Regions from separate parts of the Triticum aestivum genome. Here region 1 is linked to region 2. A link is a contact called in public Hi-C data. All regions are on one chromosome and are shown on one strand. The core of a region is the stretch at or near the end of the contact, and the rest is flanking DNA. Distances in the headings are between cores, read along the strand shown. Region 1 holds the start of LOC123062078 (ATP synthase subunit epsilon, mitochondrial). Region 2 holds the start of LOC123062076 (28 kDa heat- and acid-stable phosphoprotein).

The links. A called contact is a pair of places that touch in the nucleus more often than the background predicts.
Region 1: a Hi-C map of leaf shows a contact between it and region 2, with 4 times the contacts expected there. The contact joins the promoter of LOC123062078 here to the promoter of LOC123062076 in region 2. A contact is called at or near these places in 2 of 5 Hi-C or Micro-C datasets (both in leaf).

The regions. Positions count from the first base shown.
Region 1 is chr3A:533,365,968-533,371,822 of IWGSC CS RefSeq v2.1, reverse strand. LOC123062078 (ATP synthase subunit epsilon, mitochondrial) reads right to left here and starts at 4,414. Exons shown (of 2, transcript XM_044485414.1): 1 at 4,007-4,414; 2 at 1,886-2,177. The coding sequence starts at 4,193. The coding sequence ends at 2,155. It overlaps LOC123062077 (transcription factor VOZ1), which reads left to right. Exons shown (of 4, transcript XM_044485413.1): 3 at 1-126; 4 at 217-1,041. The coding sequence ends at 824.
Region 2 is chr3A:533,034,556-533,040,403 of IWGSC CS RefSeq v2.1, reverse strand. LOC123062076 (28 kDa heat- and acid-stable phosphoprotein) reads left to right here and starts at 1,365. Exons shown (of 8, transcript XM_044485411.1): 1 at 1,365-1,608; 2 at 2,401-2,438; 3 at 2,727-2,807; 4 at 2,893-2,976; 5 at 3,243-3,277; 6 at 3,832-3,917; 7 at 4,222-4,287. The coding sequence starts at 1,542.

The sequences.
Region 1 (5,855 bases), core at 3,165-5,664, 330 kb before region 2:
CGAGAGGTATTGATCTAAAAGATGGCCCTTTGTTTGCCGCTCTTAGTGCAAAAATCCAAGGAAAGCATGTCGGTGTTCCTGTCTGTGAAGGGGCTGCAACTACGAAATCCCCTTGGAATGCACCTGGTAACTTCTTGCCACATAACTCATGTTCTTACATTTGTATTGGTACCGGTAATTATGTCCTGACTGTTTGTTAATTTCTATCATTTGCAGAACTTTTCGACCTTTACATCTTTGAAGGTGAATCTATGAGAGAATGGCTTTTCTTTGACAAACCAAGAAGGGCATTCGACAGTGGAAACCGGAAGCAAAGGTCGCTGCCAGATTACAACGGCCGTGGCTGGCATGAATCAAGGAAGCAGGTGATGAAAGACTTTGGGGGTCTGAAGAGATCATACTACATGGACCCACAGCCATCTAGCAGCTACGAATGGCACCTCTATGAATACGAGATCAACGATCGCGACGCTTTTGCCTTATACCGGCTTGAATTCAAGTCTTCGGACGCAAAGAAGAGCGCTAAGTCAAAATTCACTTGCAGTCCACTGATTGAAATCCAGCAGCAAATGGTCAGGCTGAGCGCAGACGGTCCTGTGGAGAACAAGCGGACTGCCCGTGCGCGGACACAGGATGTCAGCACAAACATCTACCCAGTTCAGAACAACACGGCTCAGGCTAATGCTCCGGACGCTTACCAGGCAGCATCGCAGGTGGACCAGATGACATTTTTGAACGGCAGTGTTGTTTATGGGCCTCATCTCCCATATGGCTACTCAACCGAAGGAGGTGACTTCTATTGGAACTCAAACGACGGGGCTTGATAAAAACATCTTCGACTTGTGGCATATTTTCGGCTTCAAGTTCTAACCGTATCAGCTGTAATTAAGGGGTCTTACTCTATTTGCAATGGCCTCCATAATTTCTATTGGGAATGGCCTCCGTGATTCTAACTGTAATGGTTGGGCCAAATTTAAATTTACAGGAAACGTCTCTTTGAGGCAAGAGGGTGCTCATTCGTCGTGTCTGCGCCGCGTCCAATGTCGTGGCATCTCTTGGTGCACAGCGTCCAATGTCGTGGCATCTCCTTGGTGTGTCTGTGCCGCGTCCAATGTCGTGGCATCTCTTGGTGCACAATGTTGTGGCATCTCCTTGGTGCACAGCGCATGATGAGAGATGGATTACCACGTTCGATAGGTGTCACCTCTTTGGTTAGAGGTTTATCGCCCATTTGATGGCTCTGTTTTGTGTGTTGTGTTGTGCATGCGCTTTCTGTTCTGAATCTCGGTGAAATGCTGAATTTGCGTATGTCATCCTTCAGCTGCAGCTACAGGTTTGCAACCTCTGGAAGGAAAGCACATTTTGGTATTTAGCAAGGCTGTGAATCGTTTTGATGTTGCGTCAAGGGCTACCATTCACTAACCGGTTATTAGCAACACAAACTTGCACAGCACAAGTTTCTGAAGAAAAGCACATAGTAGTAATAACATAACTTTTACATGTGCTGCCGTGACATGCTGGCAGCTACGGCAAAAGGACCGTATAGAGAGGCGCCTTGGCTCATGTCCATCGGGTCTCCAAATTATCAGAGTAAATAACCGAAGATTCATAAAAAAGAAATCAAAGTGTGATCCTATAATTTTTGGTCAAGATTTCTTTTTGCTGCAAAAAACAGTGTTCCTATTTTTTTGAGGGGAATCAAATGTGTTCCTAAATACAACATACTTTACTATATAGTAGATTCACATGTTTTTTTGTGTGTAGCACACATGACCATATTTTTTAATAAGAGTGCTATTATGACTTCAAAGTGTTTTTGATTAGTATTATTATTAGCATTATTGTTATTATTATTTTATAAAGGCTCCAAGAGATATACACCAAGTGACATGGGTAAAACAGTTTATTCATAAGCTTTGGAATATATACCAAATTAAAGCATCGGAAGATATAACGCATAAAAACACGCTCACTCGAGCCCCACAAGACACGAGTTTCACATGGTTCAGGTTCATCAAGTAGAAAAGGAGCAATTAGTAAATATAACAACATAGTATCGGAATAGATCCATTGTCACCGCAAGAATTTATTCTCAAGTTCTTAAGCCCTGACTCAACAACTTCTCAAAACATCAATCACCATGGCACCCGATCTTCATTCATCATCTGTGCGCACAGCTGCAACATGAACAAACAAGTTAGTGTTCAAGAGAACAATACATCATGAAGTAGAATCAAAGCAAGAAAGAGCCTCATTTGGTTCTACTTGGTTCAATACCCACCAACCACCATGAAGAAAGCAATACATTAAATATGCAAGTACAAAATCATCACAGAAGCTGGATAAGCAAATTATTCAGAAAGGCGTAGATATTGGATGCAACACTTCATGCAAATAGAGCCTCATTTGGTTCTACTTGGTTCAATACCCACCAACCACCATGAAGAAAGCAATACATTAAATATGCAAAGTACAAAATCATCACAGAAGCTGGATAAGCAAATTATTCAGAAAGGCGTAGATGTTGGATGCAACACTTCATGCAAATCACTCAGAGAGCAACCATAACAGTCACTTAAGGCCCTGTACAATGCAAGATGCTTGGGGTAGATGCTTAGAGAAATAAACCAGTTTTTCTCTAAGCACCGGTGCTTATTTGTAGAGGATAAACGCTTAATTAAGCGTCTGTCCTGTAGAAATAAGCACCGGTGCTTAAGAAGAACTCGGTTTATTTTACTAAGCATCTCCCTAAGCACCTCCCATTGTACAAGGACTAAGCATTCCAAGACCAAACTACATCTACTTTTGCAGTTCCTGGAAGAATATCCACGAATTGCAATAGAAATATAGATAGTTATGTGAAACACGAAATCAGTATTGCTATAGATCACTACTTAGTGTTCACATGCAATCATGCATGCAGCCGAATAAACTCCCTCTGCTTTGCTACCAGCTCTGTATCAACAAATAGAGTAATGACAAATCTTGAGCCATTTGCAGAACTATGAGGTACTGATGCATTGACTCTGAAAAGTGAAAACTACGGGTGCTAATTATTACCACACCAGCCCCTCTATTAGTAGACTTGCACATGCCTTTGCCACATGAGGTTTCTTTATCGTCAGCATGAGTTCACGAATGCTCTAGTGCACGCAGCAGCCACGTGGTGCCACAGATTAAGCTCATGATATTTTCCTTGCATCAGGGGAAAGAAATCTATTGCGAAAAGCTTGCAGAGATTAATCGATAACCATGACTGCATAGAAGTTCAGGTGGGGCTCCTACAGTTAATCTTCAAACAGAGCCACAGTTTCTCCTGGTTTTAAAGGAATATAGATATATTTTTTATCTGGTAAAATTTTGCATAGAACAGAGACGATAAGGACCATCATGTCCGCCCAATCCAGCCTATGCAAGGTCACACTCAGGGTAGGATCCTCGTTATGTATTACTTCATGCATTCATGGTTAATCATCTCTATTTTCCAGCAAATAAGTAATACTAAGTACTAAACTGTAAAACATAATCTTACGATTCTAGCAGCTCCAGGCTATAGGATGAGTTAAAATTCCCAATACATCTCAAGTGAGCTGATACCAGAGTCCTTAGCAGATGACACAACAATCTTGTATATTACACTGACAGCTAACTTTAAGATCATCCTTTTGCGTAGGTCAGTTTTTTCCCCTCCTCACAACACATTTCTACCAACAGGCAAAAAAAGGACGCACACTAGATCTGTGCCATCGTCAACGACGCACAGATTTCTACGCAGGTGTGCAACAGAATCACGCGAAGACGCGCGGCCCAACCAAACATCAGCGCTGATCAGATCGTATTCAATCCAGCAGATCAACCTAGACATGTAAACCGCTAGACCTAGACCAAGATCTACATCCAACAGTACCAAGCCAGATCCACGAACCCTAGGATTCATTCCGTAGCCAGGCAAATCAAACCGGATCGAGGACGCGGGACAGGGACTTGATCGGATCGAGGAACTTACTGGGCTTCTGCTGCTTCTCGTCGGCCCACTTGGAGAGGGAGAAGTGGACCTTCTCGCGGGAGGAGACCTCGGTCTTGAAGGGCTCCTTGAGGCAGCTCCGCACCAGCGCCGCGCAGACGTTGGAGTAGCCGATGTAGGTCATCCCCGCCGCGCGCCAGAAGGGCACCGCCGCCGTCATCGCCGACATCGTCGCCTCCGCTTCCTCTCCTCTGCTTTTTTTTCTCTGCTAGGGTAGAAAGCTTCCTTTCCTCTGCTCGAGCCGCCGCCGCCGATGATAGAGATGGGGAAATGGGCCTTGAGGCCTTTTATCTTCTCGCTGGGCTTCTTTGCTTCTGCCCAAACGGTCGGGAACGAGGCGCAGACGCGAAACCTCCCAGTTCGATTAGTCCCACATCGCTCGCGGAGCTCGGCGGGGCAGGGTCGGACGGGTATAAACTATAAAGCGAGGGGCAGGGCTCCATTCCAATTCATGCTTCCTTCGTTCCAAGTTTCTTGACTTTCATTTTTGACTACTTTCTTCGTCACGGTTCATTGGACCAAACCTTATCTATTGTGGAAGTGCATATAAATTTAATTGTGTCTTTTAGACTGTGACGGAGAAAGTAGATATAAATATCTGTGTCTAGACAAATGGAGGTGGAGGTTAATTAATTTGGAACGAAGGTTAATTAATTTGGAATGGAGGGAGTATTTTTCTCGGCCTTTTCATGTACTAGTATTTGTTTTTATCAGTTTTGTACCCACTCCGTTTTTAAAGCACATTCAATAATGAATTAATGGTATTGAATTGTGTATTGTGTATGTTCATATTTTTGTCTATAAATTTAGTCAAAGTTTATAAAGCTTGACTTTGACCAGCTAAAAGCGCAGGAAGTATATGATATATGAGTCATGTGCTTACAACGATATTAAATTTGTTTTTAGGGAGGGGGTCCATCCCTCACGTGTTCTTTGGATGTTGCACTATTGTCCAGTGGCGCACCCTAACCAAAGCTAATATAATTATCCCAAATACTTCATCGTGCATGTGATTTGGGCGAACCGAGCGGCGGCAAAATTTCGTGTTTTGATCCTTTTCCGAAACCTATTTCAGATTTGACCCTGAGTTAAAAAAAATCGAGATCTAATCTTTTTGCTACCGCCCACAACCCTACCATCAAAGTTTTTGACGGTAGGTACGAGCACGCACTGTGTTTAATATTTAGGCTGGTTTTGGCGGTAAGGCATGCAACCCTACCGTCAAGGTCCTTAGCGATAGGCTGTTATACCCTATCGTCATAGTCCCTACCGGTAGCAAAAGGGTCAGATCTCGAAATTTTTCCAAACTAGGATTAAATCTCAAATAGGTTTGGAAAAATGGTCAAAACATGAAATTTAGCCCTGAGCGGCCATAATGATCGCCCGATGCGTGCGGTGCGGCCGTGCCAGGTGTTACCTGGTCGGCGAAGTTTATGCAGCTGGAAATGTCGCTTACCTTATCCACTCGACCGTCCTCCAGCCACTTCCCGGTGAGACGCGTCGCGCTTATCATGCATCCGGCCGTCCATGTCCTCCTGGAGATGCGTGCTGCGCCTGGCAGGGCCTACTCCCCCGGTTCCCTATGCTGCTGGCCGGCTCCTCGTCTTTGCCTGCACACTTGCGCTGCCATGCGACCCATCTATAGGTTGCGGCCTTCTTCAGCTACAAGCTGAAGCCACTGTAACCATTCATGGCAGCAAGCCAAAACCAGATGGTCGGCGCCTCAGGAAGGGATGAGAGATATGTGTAATCTTCAATTCTTACGTGCACTTGTATTGCAGCCGGTGGATCCTATCAATCCAGCTACTTTCCATCGTAGCTAGCTTCTTAT
Region 2 (5,848 bases), core at 116-2,615:
AAAAACGTTTTTTTACAGAGGCTTTGAACCCAACGAATGCCAGCCTATGGTCGGAGCTAGATCCAGCAGATCCCTTGGTAGGGTATCTTAGCCAGGTGATTTGGGTTGGATGGTAACAGGAAGTAAGGTTTTAACCAGGTTCAGGCTCTCACGATGGAGATTATACCTACTCCTACCCGTGTATATTGCGATTGGGGTGTGTACAAAGTATAGGTGAATACCAAGGGATTGTAATGTGTCTATCGACGAGCCCGACCCCCAACTTATATAGCATAGCGGCGGTTCTATGGTTATTGTTCCTAGTTGGCTATGTCGGTGGAGGTAGAGTCCTCCACGACCTCGGTATCTCTGGCTTATATATCAACTCTTCTGGAGTCTTCGTATAATCCTCCATGGGTCGCCTAATATGGCCCAAGATGTAACCGACCTATGGAACCTCAGCCTGGCCCACCAGACTAGGAATCTGACATGGTAAGAGGCCCTAGACCGAGACACCGCCACCCTTGAAAGTCATTGCTCACGTCGAACTAGGAGAGGGATCCTCTGACGTACGGTGCCCTGCCGTTGGGCCACTGACATGTGGGCCCGGGTCCACATGTCAGTGGGCCAACGACACGTCAGAGGAGCTGCGTCCGTCGAACTATTGCACGTACGTCATTTCATGGTGCCATCCCTATTACGATGCGAGATTCAGTGAGGCATGTTGCATTGTTGTTCCATCCGTAGACAATTTGATATGTAGTGTCGAACAAGGATAAGAGAAAATGTCATGGCAAGGCTCTTTCTGGTCACCCAAATAGCCCGCAAAGACCAAAACAAGAGAAAGACTTTGTTTTCGAAATTTATCTTCTAGGAAATAATTGTACTTGCAAACTAAATTGGTCACCCTCACGTCAATATAAACTGTCATGGAAAACGTTCAATCCGGCATGCCTAAAAATCCGCCATCGAACTTTTAAGGCTGGTCATAGTGGTAGTATCATAGTTAGTATCATGCATGTCAACTAGGCAATTTTGATGAGGTGTCATGTCATTAAATGAAAAAAGAGAGGGTGGAGTATCATATCATGATACCATATCATAATAAATGTTATACTACTTTGTGTCATGCATGACAATAAATAAAGTAATACATGATACTAATATATGATACTAATATATGATAGTACTATGCATTAGGGAGGTAGTATCATACACTATTATCAGTATATGATACTCGCCATTACAACCAGCCTAACATTTCCGACTTTTTAAGTATTTATTTCATTATTTCATTTCACAAACCTTTTTTTCCTCCCGTAGAGCGGTCGCACCCGGGTCCCACCCCAAAAGCCCCAACCCCCGAATTCCCCAATTGACCATTTCTGCACTGAATCTCATTCCCATCCCAGCCCACCACTGTAAAAAGGCGGCCGTGACAGTAGGGTTTCCCGATTCCCATCCAGCGTACAGACTAGGCGACCCCCGCTTCCCGTCCCCTCTCTCCTCCACACGCCTCGTCCCCTCTCTCCTCGTCCGCCGCCGCCGCCGCCGCCGCCGCCATGGGCAGGGGCAAGTTCAAGGGCAAGCCAACCGGCCGCCGCAACTTCTCCACCCCGGAGGAGATCGGTAACGACCTGAGCCCTCACCCCTCCTCGATTCCGTTCGGTCCCGTCGTAGTCAAATTCAGTGCCAGCTAGTGGGCTTTGTCTGCCGCCGTTGTCCAGGCGACTGCTTGATCTGATGTTGCGGCGAGGAGGCTTTTCTTCTTCTTCTTTCGCTTGGTTGCGGTGTTCCGGTAGGATAAGGGTAGCTCATGGTGACGTCAACATGCTTGGTTTTACTAGGAGGCATGGCTTAACATAAAACGATTTGCTTACAATGATGCTATGGGTTGTCGACGATGGGTTCTTCGTTGATCTATCCCGTGCGTCTTTAGTGTTAACGTTTTTGTTTGGTCTGGATCACTGGCGGAGGCCTCCAGTGGGCAAGCCTCTGGATGCTCATAGACTACACATTTTGCGTATTTCCTCCCTAAGGTTTAGATGCTTTCTCCATCACATGACTGGAGTACTGGACAACTTCATTTGCTTCTTCCCTTGATTTGTTAATGGAGTTTCCATTCATTTTCACTCTTATCAGAGCTTCACAGAAAAAGTTTATTTGTGAAGTTTAAACGCAGTGAGATATCAATAGCACCATGTATTTATCTAGTCTCAGACGAATACGCGTTTTCGAGGCATTATACAAGAGAGATGCTACATTTGAATTTGTTTGCGTACCTCTACAAAACATTTTTTGGGTGCCTTCGTATATATTTGTTTGCACCTCAGTGACTATTGAGTCATTTGTATTTGGCAATTTTACTTTTGCTATTCTTTCGTGTGTAGCTTTGACTTATATTTGATATTTTAAATGCAGCTTCTGGAACTTCAGGGCGTCCACGGTCGTTTAAGAAGGTTTGCACCTTCCGGAATTGAATTAATTTCATCAACATAATATTAGGTTACCTATGCCTTTGTTGTGCTTGTATTATAAACTTCTGATTCTAACATATAGCCACTGAGGTCCTATATTTGCTAATCTGATTGTGTAGTTTTTTTTTCCAATTGTTACAGCCGATTTCATAATCATTTGGGAAAAATACCAAGAGTTTTTGAGTGCATATAGATGAAGTGTTTACGTTTAATGCAAATGTGATCATGATATACTCCTTTCTGATCATCGATTTATATTTTTTAATATAGAATGTAGCTGAAGCAGAAGAGGAAGAGGAAGAAGTGGAAGAATCTGAAGACGAAGAATCCGAAGACGACGGTGAAGAGAAGGTTTTATGCACTTATCCATTTGGAAGTACATGTTCATGTGCATGATTCATTGTTTACCAATCTGATTCAGTTTATAATATTCCAGAAACATAAAGGAACTGAAGGTGTTATTCAAATCGAAAATCCAAACCTGGTGAAAGCAAAGAATATAAAAGCCAAAGAAGCTGATGTAAGTGTGTTACAACCAGAAGCATCTATGACTTTACTACTGGTGGCTAAATATCATAAAATAGCATGCCACACTGGTGATAGTATTAAGTTTCCTCGTCTTTTCCTCCATTGCCTTTTCTATGTTGTCATACAAATGGCGTTGCCCAGCTATTTTCAATCATGAAAAGTGAAGTGGAACTCTTTATGAGCTTTAAAATCTTCTTTCCATGTTGATACAAAATATTGCCATACATATCTCCAACTAACTAAGCTTGCACGTTTCAGCTTGGAAAGACAACTGAACTCTCGAGGCGTGAGAGGTACTTGTCTTATATCAGCTTGTGCTATTTTCCTATTTGTGAAATGCGATGGTTATTCCATGTTTTCTGTCTTACACTCTGTTTGTGTACCATATCTCGCTGCAAATGCTCGTGCACTGCTTCTGTGTCTACCTTGAGAAATGGAGGAACATGAACTTGTAGCCTCTGGGCAAGTGGGCATGCAAAAAAAAAAACTAATATAATGAATCAGTAGATAAACAAAACCTATGTGGTGGTACATATTAGTGGTCAGCATATTACCTTCTATATTACGTCATTCCCACTGGTTTGCAGGTTCTCATGAGTCTGTAGGTAGCACATCTCAGATTCGTTCTAGTCTCTAGTCACTATGTTGGTACTCACCTTTATGTAGAGATGGTCTTCATGGTAAACAGTTCCGTGTAAAACTGTAAGGGAGAGAGTGTGTGTGTGAGTGGAAAGAACACAACACCTATTATGTCGAAGTTCGTACCATTGTGATCTGCCCCATTGCATTGTTATAAAAAATCGTTTCATCAACTCTGCTGACACACTGCTATCATGTTTATTTTTAGAGAGGAGATCGAGAAACAAAAATCTCATGAGCGCTATATGAAGCTTCAGGAGCAAGGCAAAACAGAACAGGCGAAGAAAGATTTGGGTGAGATTTTTTCCATGTTGTGCTTACCTCTTATCTTCTCTTGGTGTCTCTTGGCCATGGTTATATATGTACTCTTCACATGGACTGCTACAAGATTGGACTCACACAGAAACATACACCACAATAAGGAGAGTAGCGTTTTGTGAATGAACTGAGTGAATAGAGTATTGATATCAGCAGCAGTGAACTCACAGCTACTGCCCAATCATATATAATCATCAACTTTTTAAAGCCCTGCATACATTCAATATTGAAGCATTCGTGGAAGTTGCAGATTGCCATAACTATTGTCTTGCAAATGCAGAACGTCTTGCTTTAATAAGGCAGCAAAGAGCAGATGCTGCAAAGAAACGCGAAGAGGAGAAAGCTGGTATGCCCCTTGATATTTGTCTATTGTTCATGTTAAGTTCAGCATCGTTGCCCTACATATCGTATTCACATATAGTCTTTGACCTCTACCTGTCTCATCAGTTTCTCATGCTGAAGTATTTGTTCCTTTGATATTTTTTGCTAAAAGGCATTTTAACACCTTTGAATAGTTCCAACTTCTTTATCTATAACAGGGTCTGCAATTTGGGATTTGTGACGGAATAGGAGTTGTGAATGGGTACTTAGTTCTGTATGGTTCACAAGGATTACGAGTCGACGAGTCGTTCTGAGGTTGAGACTCATAGACTAATCGGACTAGTCTTAGACTAGTGCTGGACTAGTCGACATAGTACTGTAGTACTCAACTACTAATACCTAGTAGCAGTATGGAGTAGTATGTAGTAAACTGTACAGCACATTACAGGCCAGCAGTGCTAGCCAACACTAGTCAGGCCCAGCCCAGCCTAGCGCCACACAGCATGCCCCCACCAGCTGGCCCATTTGGGCCCAATTGGCTAGCCTATACTTAACTCACGTCCCAGCCACTGGAACCCTAAGATCCCAATCGATCCCAACTCAGCCGCCAGTGCCAACACGCACGGGAGTACGTGCGCGTGCCCCGCGCCTCCGGCCGCTTCCGCCGGCGAGCTCGCCGACCACCGCCGTGCCTCCTCCCTCTCCTCTCTCTCTCACTCTCTCTCTCTTCCTTCTCTCTCGTCTCAGGGCCGCGCTCGCCTACGGGTCATGGCCACGGCCGCCGCCCGAGCACGAGCTCCAGCCGGCCGCCGCGCCTGGCTGCGACATCCGCCGTCCCGGCGATGAGTGGCGGCGGCCTCTTCCAGCAAGCTCATTTATACCTCCAAAATTTTGAGTCGCTCGACTCGATTTGGTCGACTAGCCCAGACTAGTCGTCGACTAGTCCATCCACGGCTCGACTCGGTCTGCTAGTCTACACGAGAAATGCAGTCGACACTCACTTTGCAACTAGTCTAGACTAGTCGTTTGACTCGTAATCGTTGATGGTTCAGAGGGAGGGAGGGAGCTGCACTTTTGAAAAGTAGCATGGCATGCCATGATGGACAGAAAGCACACGGGAGGAAGCTGAAGCGTCTGGTCACCATGTAATTTTTGCATTTATTACCCTGACATTTTTTGCAGTCTCCATGACCAGACCATTCCACCCCTCTCCCCTTCGTCTTCCTCAAGGTAGCAGCAGTCCTATATGGCTCAATCGAGTGTGAAAATTAGACCATTAGAACCCAACAAATAACCCCCGAATCAAGATGATACTAAGAAGAAATCTGCACGCTAGAGCTGTCATAGACCACCGAAGAGGGAGTCGCCTATGAACAACCGTCAATCACACCTCCCTTTCCAATAGTGATTCGCCTAGAACCTACTGTCATTACTCCTATCAATGCACACATGAGTATCAGAGAGGGAGAGGCTAGCGCCATGATGCTCTGTTCGCATGCTGCCGTTGTCGCACTTAAGTCGCCGCTGCTATTTTGCACCAGATGTAGAGAGGGATTTGGGCCCTAGGATTCCATGAAGTGGAATTT